2 separate regions of the Triticum aestivum genome follow, and region 2 is linked to region 1. Evidence: chromatin contacts called from public Hi-C data. All regions are on one chromosome and are shown on one strand. Each heading gives the region's core, a stretch centred on a gene start, on an enhancer-like site or on the middle of the called end of the contact. The rest is flanking DNA. Distances are from core to core; before and after follow the strand shown.

Region 1 (5,564 bases), core at 1,967-4,466:
TTCAGACAGAGAGCATGGCACTAGAACACTTTATGGATGTCAGACATGGCTGGCCGTATACTAATGTAGTGTCAAAAACGCTCTTATATTATGGATACCAACCAAAATATATACTGATAATAATTCAAATCATCATTTCAAGTCCTTTTCTAAAAAAACATCATTTCAAGTGATCACGTCATGGAGGAACCAATGGTCAACTCCCCCTGGAACTCATGCAGGATAGGGGGGGACAAGAAAGTGGGAGAATAATAATCCAAACATGGTACAGTTCCTGGGTTTCCAGATGCAGAATCACAAAGCATACAGTCATGCATAAGCATTTTTTTTTATTTTCTTTGTGTGTGTGTATACAGACCTGGATGGCATTAAAATCACAAAATATCTGAGGAACACTAGGAATATAAACCAAATGATGGCTTGGAATTTGGACTTCCAAATGTATGTGCCACCAGAACATTCTTTGGCATGTGGTTCCGGTGAAGGGTGGCATTTCCTTTTTGGTCTTCCATGTACAGGTTTCAGGTAATACAGCTATATCCTGCAGTTCGCCGCTGTAGATTATGCAGAAAGATGCAAGTTAGTGAACAAGGGCGGTAAAACCTTCCATCCGTCTTTGAGGAATATATAAGGTTGTCTAGACTCTGACGAGCATGAGATATAAGCAGTTCGGTAGATAGAGGGGGGCGGAAACTCACTGCAGTAGACGAACTGGTTGAAATCCAATGTCACTTTCCCTTGCTTGGTTGTGTCAAATGAGCTGAACAAGTTACTGGAAAGCGAGAAAATGTTTCATCAGTAATTGGGAGTAAAATTTAGCACATGGCACTTTGGGAGAGACAAATCACGGAACACAATTCTGCAAAATGTTCCTTGTTATTCAAATGTAAATCAAGTAACCACAGACCAGTCTACAATTAGGTTTTAGTTGCAAAGTAGAAGATGTCCAACAGCTGTGTACTGTGAAACATTGAAAAGCACGTCGGAAACATGTTGTGCGTACCGAGCTGACTGCACAAAGATGCAGATCGATATGAACTCATCCAAACGAACCATCCCCTTCTTGCTCTTGTCGAAGCTCTGAGAATAGACAGGTATGAAATTAGCTAAACAAAATGAAGTAAAGAATAAGAAGCACAAATGCAGCTAGTACTAGCAAAGGGCTCTAGGCTGCGTAGCTAGGAAATGGATATGATCGGACGAATGAAGTAAAGAATGCTGAAGTAGCATTTTCTCAAGTTCTGTCATACTGCAAGTTTTTTTTTACAGGGATATACTGCATATTCTTCATTTTATATTCACTGTTGACTTCAGTTTCCACCTACATTTTCTCAGTTGCATGACCCATTTCAAGCTCAAATATGAAAACCCATGATCATATAACTCATCTTAGTACTTCAACGACCAACACTGGTTTTCTGAACAGCAACAACGGGCGATCGACGAACACTAGTTTTACACCTAGATGCTCCAATTTGCAAGAAAAGGCATCTTAGGATAAATAACATCTCAAGTTTTAAATTTGGACAGGTTCACCCTTCAAATGTATCACTGCAATAGTTAATCACAAGCTCATGATGCCTTCTGGGAGAGCCTCTAAAGCTAGACATGAATAATCCTAGGATAAACCATGCAGTAGCAGTGAAAGTGAAGTACCTCACAGACAGTGTAGAAGGCAGGTGAATCCAACGAGAAACCGAGTTTGATTAGTGCCTGTATAGAACATGGAGGGAATTAAAAAAAATCCATGTAATGTTGCTCATATGGGACACAGTTGACAGTACATCTCAAAACTAGAGAAATTAACATATCACCTCATACACATCCTCAAGGCTGAGAAATCCACGACCCCTGAAATTAAGGAGAGGATAAGAAAAGTACAAGAATGATATCTGAAAACACACGCACAAACAAACTGAACACCTAAAGTCAAGAAAAATACAAACTGTAACAAAGTTTAGGGTGGCATTTGAACAATTTATGAATGCCGCACATGGCTACAAACTCATGAGACATGATACCTTTCTAGGGTGGAGAAGACACCCTGCACCTGCAAATTGAAAAGGAGCAGTGCATATAAACGATCAAGTCAAACAGGAAGCATGGAAATAGGAATGCATTACAGTGAAGCTCACTCCTCTCAAATGTAGTGTAACATATATTATACAGAATAGCAGGCCAACTTACTTAACAATTCATTTAACCAAACTTCAAATGCCATGGCCACAATACTATCAATTTTTCGACAAGGAAAAACAAATGTGCATGCCAGTGACTAATCCTGAATGCCGAGCAGATCGAAATGGAGACCCCACATACTCCCTCCTTCCATCTATATAGGGCCTAATGTGTTTTTCAAGACCGCCTTTGACTATTCATAAGACTAATAATACATGAAATGTATAATGTGAAAATTATATCATTGGAAGCTCCTTTCACGTACGAATTTGACTGTATGCTTTGTGTAACTTGCATGTCATATATTATCACTATAACACTTGGTCAAAGTTAGCCTCGAAAAATGATTAGGCCCTATATAGATGGAAGGAGGGAGTACCTTCTGAAGGAACTTGTTAAGAGCCAAAAACTCTGCAAAGTACAAAGGGATACAGCAAGCGAGGTCAAAATCAGATCATCTTTCCAAGTGATCACAGCATGGAGTCAATGGTCAACTTTCCCTAGAGTAGCAGAGTTCATGCGGATATGAGCGGCTAACCTTCGAAGCTCATGGTGCCGTTCCGATCGAAGTCATACATCCTGCACAGTACAGTACAGACATCATTGACCCTCCCAATCCCCAAATGAGCTCGAGTCATCGGATAAATTAGACAGAGCGCACAAGCTGAAAGCCCCGGCGGCCAGAGGAGGTGGAGGAGGACCTGATCATCTGCTGCACGACGGAGAGGGGGAAGTCGAGGTTGCCCACGGCGAGCGCGCTCTGGCGGGAGGAGAGCGGATTTCCGGGTTAGTGGTCGAATTCTGGTCGCCGGCACTTCCGAGTAGGGGGGGCGAGGGGATAAGGAGAACCTGGAGCTGAGGAGCCGTGATGTTGCCGGTGCCGGCGGCGTCGACGCGGTCGAACCACTCCCGGAGCACCACCGCGTTCTCCATCTCCGCCTCTCCGGCGACGGACCAGAGCGTTTCCGTGGGGTGGGGCCGTGGGGGGAGGGAGGTGGGAAACTGGCAGGTTTACGTCTTCGTTAATTTCCGCCTTCGAACCTAGAATACGTAATGCGCGTACATGTACTTCCTCGCTAAATTTATTAAAAAAAATTAGCAAAAGGCCCGTGCGTTGCAACGGATGAACAACAAAAACTCACGAAAATTATAATGTCTGACATAAAATGCACTCGTATGAACCGAAATCAGCAGCGCTCAGAGATTATTTTGTCAACACAAACAGATGGGGTTACAATGGGTACGAATGATTGAAAATTTTAATCAAGAAAATAAAAGAAGAAAAAAAAATGGAACAAAAACCATCAATCCTGTGCATGTATCCAACTTCGTCGAGATGAAAAGGAAATGTAGAACCAAGCTCGTCAATCGTGTGCAATTGTGCATGTAGATACGGAGAAGCAAACAGATGAATGCAACGGCCATAATCAAGCATTTAATCCTTTTGTAGCTTTCTCGTTAAAAAAAATCCTTTTTCTAGCTAATTCCTCCTAAGTTAGTTAACTTCTTTCTTTAATCTCGTTTTTTGCATGGCGAGAATCAAGCCTTGAGTCTCCAGCCCGCGCTTGGGCACCAGCCGTCTCACACACAGGCAACGCGTGTCGTTTGGCCGCTCTTCCCTCCGACCTTATCTTCTCAGCCCCCTCCTCTCATCCTCTCGTCTCTTCCCCACACCTTTCTTCTCCCCATCCCCGATTCCCTTCTTTTCTTAGCACCCGATCCATCGTGCACGCCGCCCGCTACCGGAGCTCCAACGCGCCTCTCCTCCTCCCTCGTTTCTCTCTCCTCTGCCTCTCAGTTCTTTCTCTTTTCCCTTGTCCATGAGAAGGAGCACGCAAGGAGCCTCGCCGCTGCTGCCACCACCACCACGGTTGTCTTCACGCCACCGCCGCCTCCGAGTTCGCCAGCCGCTGCTCAGATCTGCGGGATCCATGTCCCCAAGCCGCCGGTGTCCGTCCTGCGTCCCGGATCTGGCTTGTCCACGCCCTTCGGCCTCCCCTGCGACCAGCGCCGGCACCCTCCCCACTGCCTCGTCTACATGCGTGAGGACAACGATGACAGCGCCACCATCGACCGTCTGGGCCGTCCCTTGGCCTTGCTCGCGTGGGCCGCCGCGTGGGCAAGCCAGTCGTCGCCGGCGGGAGCGACAGTGAACGGGACTACTCTTTGCATTCACTCTATCCCGTCTGCATCTCTGTTTTCCTCACCGGACTGACGTTGAATAATACCAAATTACAGGGTGTTATTTGCATAAGCGAAACGTTTTCTCCTATAATCCACTTAAAATAGGATGGCGGGTTTAATTACTGAAAACACAAGGGCTTTTTTGAAAAAATGTGTGACGTACGACCAGAAGCAATGCGCGGTTTATTATTATTATTATTATTATATTATTATTATTATTATTATTATTATATATATATATACTAGCAAAAGAGCCCGTGCGTTGCCACGGGAAAAATAAATCATGACATGTCCCTAGCGCTCCATCAGCGTTGCGGCTTTTCCTCCTCATCACTACCGCCGATGGTGGTCAAGTTGTCCGCCTATTCACGATGAATGATGAATCCTAAGGTGACGAGCTTGGTAATAACACTTAGCACACTACTTTCGCGAGCTCTTTCCTGCAGCCTCGTCTATTGACGGACTTGTAATGATTGTGGGCACTATCCTTGTATCATCTACACTTGATGCATGTACCATCCTTAATATCGGTGTAAACGAACTTTTACTATCCACTGTATTGAGTAACCACTGCTTTACATGACTACTTTGACAATCCCATGTTTATCTCAAATATATGTGAGTATATAGTTAAAAATACCTCTTATTCTCACCAGAACGGCGAAGTACAAACTGAGCCCATGAACTAAATTCTAGATTATGCAAAACAATTTAAGATCACATATGTTTCAGATTTAAGAAGAATATGCACCTATGTTATCAATATTAAAAAGCAGAAATACCAAGCAACCCTTAGGGAAAGAAGGCTCGTATCTTATAAAACATTCTTCCCCTATATACTCTTCATTGAATTTATCAATTAATCCACATTCTCATCCATGAACGCATGCATCATATGAGAATTTCAGCAAGCACAGATTAGCTAAATAAAAATCCAACTACGTCCACATAACAAGTTAGGTCGAAAGAGAAGACACGACACATGCGGCCATCGGATTGAGTTTTCTCGAACATGTCCGGTCCTGTGGCAGGTCGACCGACCTGTAATGATTGTTGGCCCACCCCTGTCTCATCTACACCAACCCCACATTGTGTGTAATCTTTTTTTCATAGGGTGCAATTGTTCAGGTCTAGAGTCATGCAATTGTTGCTAGATAAATTTGAATGAAATTACTAAAGGTCTTACATGATGAAGCTCGCCG
Region 2 (5,564 bases), core at 1,111-3,610, 160 kb before region 1:
AAATTTAAGGTGTGGCGAAGTCTTAAGGAAAGAACTTTTTTGATGCAAATCAAAAGAGTCAATACACACTATAAACACACTACAAACGAAAAACCAAATACAATGAAAATGTAGACATGTTTCAATAGAAAAATAACCTAAAACATACCGATAATCAAGCTTTCAATGGCGTCTAGAACGCGCTCGTTAGGTTTCCGTCGCGTCGGCCGTCGGGTGAAGTGTCTGGTCGAGTGCGTGTGCGTCTCAATCAGGTTGTGCGTGCTCGACCCCATTTTTTTAGGCATAAAAGCCACTTTATTGATCAAAATTCCACAGAATATTGGATGCAAGCTGGGTCATGTGGCTAGCCAAGCCACACAATGACACCCCTGAGCTAAAATAAGAGCATATTTAGCTAACCTACGAGCTTCAAAATTAACTTCATGACTTTTAGAAATAAAACTACAGGAAAAAGGAGTTGATCTAGACTTGATTTCCTTAATAATGGCCCCATACGCCCAATGGTTACCTTTCAAGATATCACTGGCCACTTGTTTTCAATCTGACAATATGATAAAGTTTTGGACTTAAAGATCTCGCGCCAATGAGATAGCCTCTCGACAGGCTATAGCCTCCAGAGTTGCGGGATCAAATACCCCGGCAATAATCAAAATAGAACTTCCCAAGAACATGCCCTGGCTATCACGGCAGATCACCGCCGCTGAGCCTCCTCTTTATGCTACGACTCCCGTGTCTATATGTATTTTTGCAAAATTAGCAGGTGGAGCTGGATCGAGACATCGAGTCGTGCTCTGCTTCGTGCTTGGGCGCTGGATCGAGTCGTGCGTGGCCTCGACCGATTCTTGGCCCAATTAGCTGGATGCGTCGGCCCATCTCTTTCTTTAGCGTAAAACTGCCAGCGGTCAAAACAAACGAGCGAGGCAACCGTAAGATACATAGGTACGTATACAATTTTGTTTTGCTCAAAATTAAGGTATGGCGGCTGCCATACCTTGCCCACCGGAGGCCTCCGCCAGTGAAACCACCAATGCTGCAACGACAAGGTTGGAGAGGATTGCGTATTGGTGTGCCCCCCCCCCCTCGTGGGCGGCGCTGAAAGCCAAAGACTGATGCTACAACGTGGCCTTCAGCCGAGGCAAATCCAACAAGCTGGAGACCTGCTGCTACGAGCGACACACACCCTGCTGTGACACTGGCGGTGCTACAACGTGGCCTTCAGCCGAGGCAAATCCAACAAGCTGGAGACCTGCTGCTACGAGCGACACACACCCTGCTGTGACACTGGCGGCACCGCCGCAACCCACGCACGCTCCGATTGTTGTAAAAAATGAGATCCATGGACATTATCACCCTGATAGGATTCGAACCCTGGCTGCAGGGTGCGCCACTGCCCACCCTTGCCACTAGGCTACAGCTTCAAGCTGAAAATACTTAAGATAATTAACAAACTATCTCTACCGTTCATTGCACGATGAACAGCTCAGATTTTCCTGGAAAATTCAGAACCGCATCGCCTTATCGCAAAGCTCTTTTTACCGGTGCCGGGATGTACCGGCAACCAGCTAGCCAATCAGCATATGACATCACATAAGCACTCATATACGGGAGATGTATTTCACTCATTTCTCTAGATTTGCATGCAGTGTATTTTCTGCACTAGGACCGGTATGTCAGATGAAGGAGACATGCATGCGTGACCATCTCTGCCTGACACACAAGTACTTATGAAGCACGCATGCATTTTGTTTTCGCTTTGATAATTTCAATCACGCATATCTTTTAATCTATAGTTTTATTTTTAATTTTTTTTATATAATTGCAATGTGTTTTCTAAAATGAGTGAAATCTATCATTTGTAAATGGTTGTAATGTGTTTTCTGAATCTAGTGAAATGTGAAACTGACTGGAAGGTTTTCCAAAACTAGTGAAATGTGAAATTGACTGAAATGCTTTCTCTAAAATGAGTGAAACAGTAAAATTCAAACTAGCCAAAGTGCATCCAAGATTGATCTTGTTTTAAAGGTCTTGTCGTGCTGAATTCAAAAATATAAAATATTTCAAAACTGGATATTTAGTTCAAAAGTTATCAACCTTTTAAAATATGGCATGGAAAATAAAGTGTAAGTATTTAGTACGTGCATGCAGCTCGTTCATCTGCTCAATCTCTCACCCTGCCACCTGACAAAAGGTACTGCTGTGGACCTCGCCCAACCTTGTATATGTGTTTGTATAAGATTCGTATTGCTAAGAAGGAGAAACAAAAGCATAGTGGGGTCTACCAGCCATACCAATCTCAAAGCAATGTTTGTGGTAGATTCATCACCGGTACATCCCGCCACCGGTAGAAAAACTTATTCGATCGCCTTATCCTCTCAACCAGACCCATCATCTTCCTCCTCCACACGCGCGCATCAGTCACCGGCCACAAGCCTCCTCCCGCCCCAATGGAGGCCGTCCTGCGACATCCATCCCTTTCCCGCCTCAAAGCCCCCAACCCAGCTGCTCACAGAACCCAGTACCTCTCCATCACCGTCCCTCGCCGTCCCCGCGTCCCCAAGCGCCGCCTCGCCGCCGCCGCGCTGTTCCAGGACCAGACCAACCCAAGAACCGCGGCAACAAGCAAGGGGGGCGATGAAGAAGACGAGGAGGGGTACGGAGAGGTGGACCGCATCGTCTCCAGCCGAACCGTCAAGAACGCGGTGTTCGCGGAGGACGGCTCGGCCACCACCGTCACCGCCACGGAATACCTCGTCGAGTGGAAAGACGGGCACGAGCCGACCTGGATCCCGTCGGAGGCGATAGCCGCGGACGTGGTGGCGGAGTACGAGACGCCGTGGTGGGATGCCGCCAAGAAGGCCGATGTGGATGCGCTGGGCGCGCTGCTGGCGGACGAGGCGCTGCGGCGGGACCCGAACGCCGAGGACGCGCAGGGGCGCACGGCGATGCACTTCGCCGCGGGGCTCGGGTCGGAGGAGTGCCTGCGCTTGCTCGCGGAGGCGGGGGCGGACGTGGGCCACGCGGAGCGCGCCGGCGGAGGGCTGACGCCGCTGCACATCGCGGCGGGGTACGGCCGGGCGACGGGCGTGCGCGCGCTGCTGGAGCTGGGCGCCGACGCGGAGGGCCCCGACGGGAAGGGCCGGACGCCCCTGGAGCTCGTGCAGGAGGTGCTGGCTGCGACGCCCAAGGGCGTGCCAGCGGCGTTCGAACGGCGCCAAGCGCTCGAGGCGGCGGCGAAGGAGCTGGAGAAGGCCGTGTACGAGTGGGGCGAGGTGGAGAAGGTGGTGGACGGGCGCGGCGAGGGCAAGTGGCGGGAGTACCTGGTGGAGTGGCGCGACGGCGGCGACCGGGAGTGGGTGAAAGCGCCGTGGGTGGCGGAGGACCTGGTGAAGGACTTCGAGGCCGGGCTGGAGTACGGCGTCGCGGAGGCCGTCGTGGACAGGAGGCAGGCGGCGGACGGCGACGGGGACGGCAAGTGGGAGTACCTCGTCAAGTGGGTGGACATTGAGGAGGCGACGTGGGAGCCCGCGGAGAACGTGGACGCCGAGCTCGTGCAGGAGTTCGAGCGGCAGCAGTCGGGGAACGGTGGCGCCGCACCGCCGGCGGAGACATTTGCCGGGTGACGGCGGCCGTCGATCGTGCTCGGTTCGCTCTTCGTTTTTGTCGTGTCGATGGAACGTCGCAGTATGTATCATTAGCGATCGAAGAGATTTTTGTGTGATTATTAATTAAGAAAACATTCTCATGAGATTGAGACATTGCAATCTTAAACAATCACGGTGAAGAGAGCCAACCAATTTGTGATAGGATGGTTAGAAGGGTCGTGGTATTTCTAACCCATCAGGATCCAAATTCTAAACTCGATATTAGTGCCTGTATTTTTTTGAATTTATTTTAAGTCTTTCGATGACATGCGTTCAATGGGGAGAAGACGTTCCCGTCGATTATGAAGGTGTCTGTGGCGTGTTTGATAATCACAAATGATGTGCCGACTCGATCTTTCGGAGATGCTTATAGGGGTAGCGTGCACGTATGTTTATAGGGATGAGCGTACGTGCATATGTATGAGCGGTTGTGTCTTTACTATGTTAACTCACAAAAACCGTACAAAGAAATGCGGCAGCAGCGGCTTGCATTCCATTGTGCGAGCCAACTTAAGGAAGAGAATGTTATATGGATAGCGCTTGCCGGTCGACCGGCCCAAATTTTGATCGGACATCAAGTAGCCGTGCGATTTGACCCACGTCATCATATTTCTTCCCTCATCTCGATAGTAGACAACGCATTGCCCGACAGCGCGTTGTCCCTGCCACAGTTCATTGTAGGAACAACTCGGTGTTCATGGCGCCGCTCGCTTCCTCGCTGCTGCATCGATACTAGCTCGTTGCCCCGACTCAAATCATCGACGAGGATGCTCACAACGCTGCTTGAAGTGCCGGGGAGAAAACCCCTCGCAGCACATCCGAAGTGGTGCATGTATCCACCTCTGACTAGCGGCAGGGTCACGCCTCACAACAACCTCATCTGTCACGGTTGCTCGCGACGACAAAGCAGCGCGTCGCCTTTGGCGCCGGTGGGTGCCAGTTGCAGCACCCCGTTCCCCTTGTCGTCTCCAACATTTGCAGGTGCTGGCCCTGGCGAAAACCGCTGTCGGTTGTAGCAAAAATCCCAACGCCGGTTGTAGCAAAACACCAACAATCACGGATCCCCACAAAAAAAAAAACAGTTGTCGCGCCGGTAGCAACACCCACGTTGGCTGGTTCCAGCATCCATGACCAAGGTTGCAGCAAAAATGGCTGACACTACCGCCGTAGCAACACGGTTGTCGTCGGTGGTAGCTATCTCTGTCGCCGATTGCAGCACTGGTTTTGCCCGCTTCAGCACTAGGTTGGCCAGTTGCAGCAAAACAGCTGATGTCGTCAATGGTAGCTACCGCTGTCATCGATTGCAACACTAGTTTGGCCGGTACCAACACTATGCTGTCTGGTTGCAACAAAACGACTAATGTCGTTGGCGGTTCCAACGATGGCTGGCCGGTTGAAACAAAACCAGTTACCAGTTCCAGCATCATCGTTCGCAGCAGCGTCCCGTTGCTGGTCATGTCCATCTCCGGGGTGAGAGGGTAGTTGGTGAGCAGGAAGGGGAGCAGGGCAACCACATGGAATGATAGAGAAAGAAGAGAGGAGTAGCTAGTCAGAGCGGGAGGAAAGAGGAGCAGGGAGGAGATCTGTCAGTGGTGGGGCTCACCGGAGAAGCCACGACACACTCGGTGGAGCTAGGAACAGAGAGAGATGGTGGAGCGTAGATGGGTTGGATATAAAGGATGCGTGTGTGGGTATCTGCTCACTCTGTGCACCATACAAAAAATAAACCAAACCAAACCAAACCAAAAAACCATACCAAAATAAACCGAACCAATTTTACGGTTTTATGGTTTCTGGTTTCGGTATGGTATGAACTTTTTATACCGATTTGAACTTAGATTTTTATGGTATATACCGAAAAACCGAAGTAAAAAATAAATTTATATTTCTTGAGATGAACAACCATACAAGTTGTCATTTTTT

Evidence for each region. Hi-C and Micro-C count contacts between places; a contact is called where the count stands out from the background.
Region 2: a contact with region 1 is called in a Hi-C map of leaf, with 3 times the contacts expected there. The contact joins the promoter of LOC123105814 here to the promoter of LOC123108303 in region 1. A contact is called at or near these places in 3 of 5 Hi-C or Micro-C datasets (leaf and root) and 1 of 1 datasets of contacts at active chromatin or transcription factors (leaf).

What each region holds. Positions count from the first base shown.
Region 1 is chr5A:667,173,908-667,179,471 of IWGSC CS RefSeq v2.1, reverse strand. LOC123108303 (sorcin) reads right to left here and starts at 3,216. Exons shown (of 10, transcript XM_044530126.1): 1 at 3,028-3,216; 2 at 2,880-2,938; 3 at 2,717-2,757; 4 at 2,558-2,589; 5 at 2,022-2,050; 6 at 1,815-1,851; 7 at 1,657-1,713; 8 at 1,004-1,080; 9 at 699-772; 10 at 292-554. The coding sequence starts at 3,111. The coding sequence ends at 535.
Region 2 is chr5A:667,335,277-667,340,840 of IWGSC CS RefSeq v2.1, reverse strand. It overlaps LOC123105814 (probable signal recognition particle 43 kDa protein, chloroplastic), which reads left to right and starts at 2,360. Exons shown (of 1, transcript XM_044527963.1): 1 at 2,360-3,771. The coding sequence starts at 2,445. The coding sequence ends at 3,620.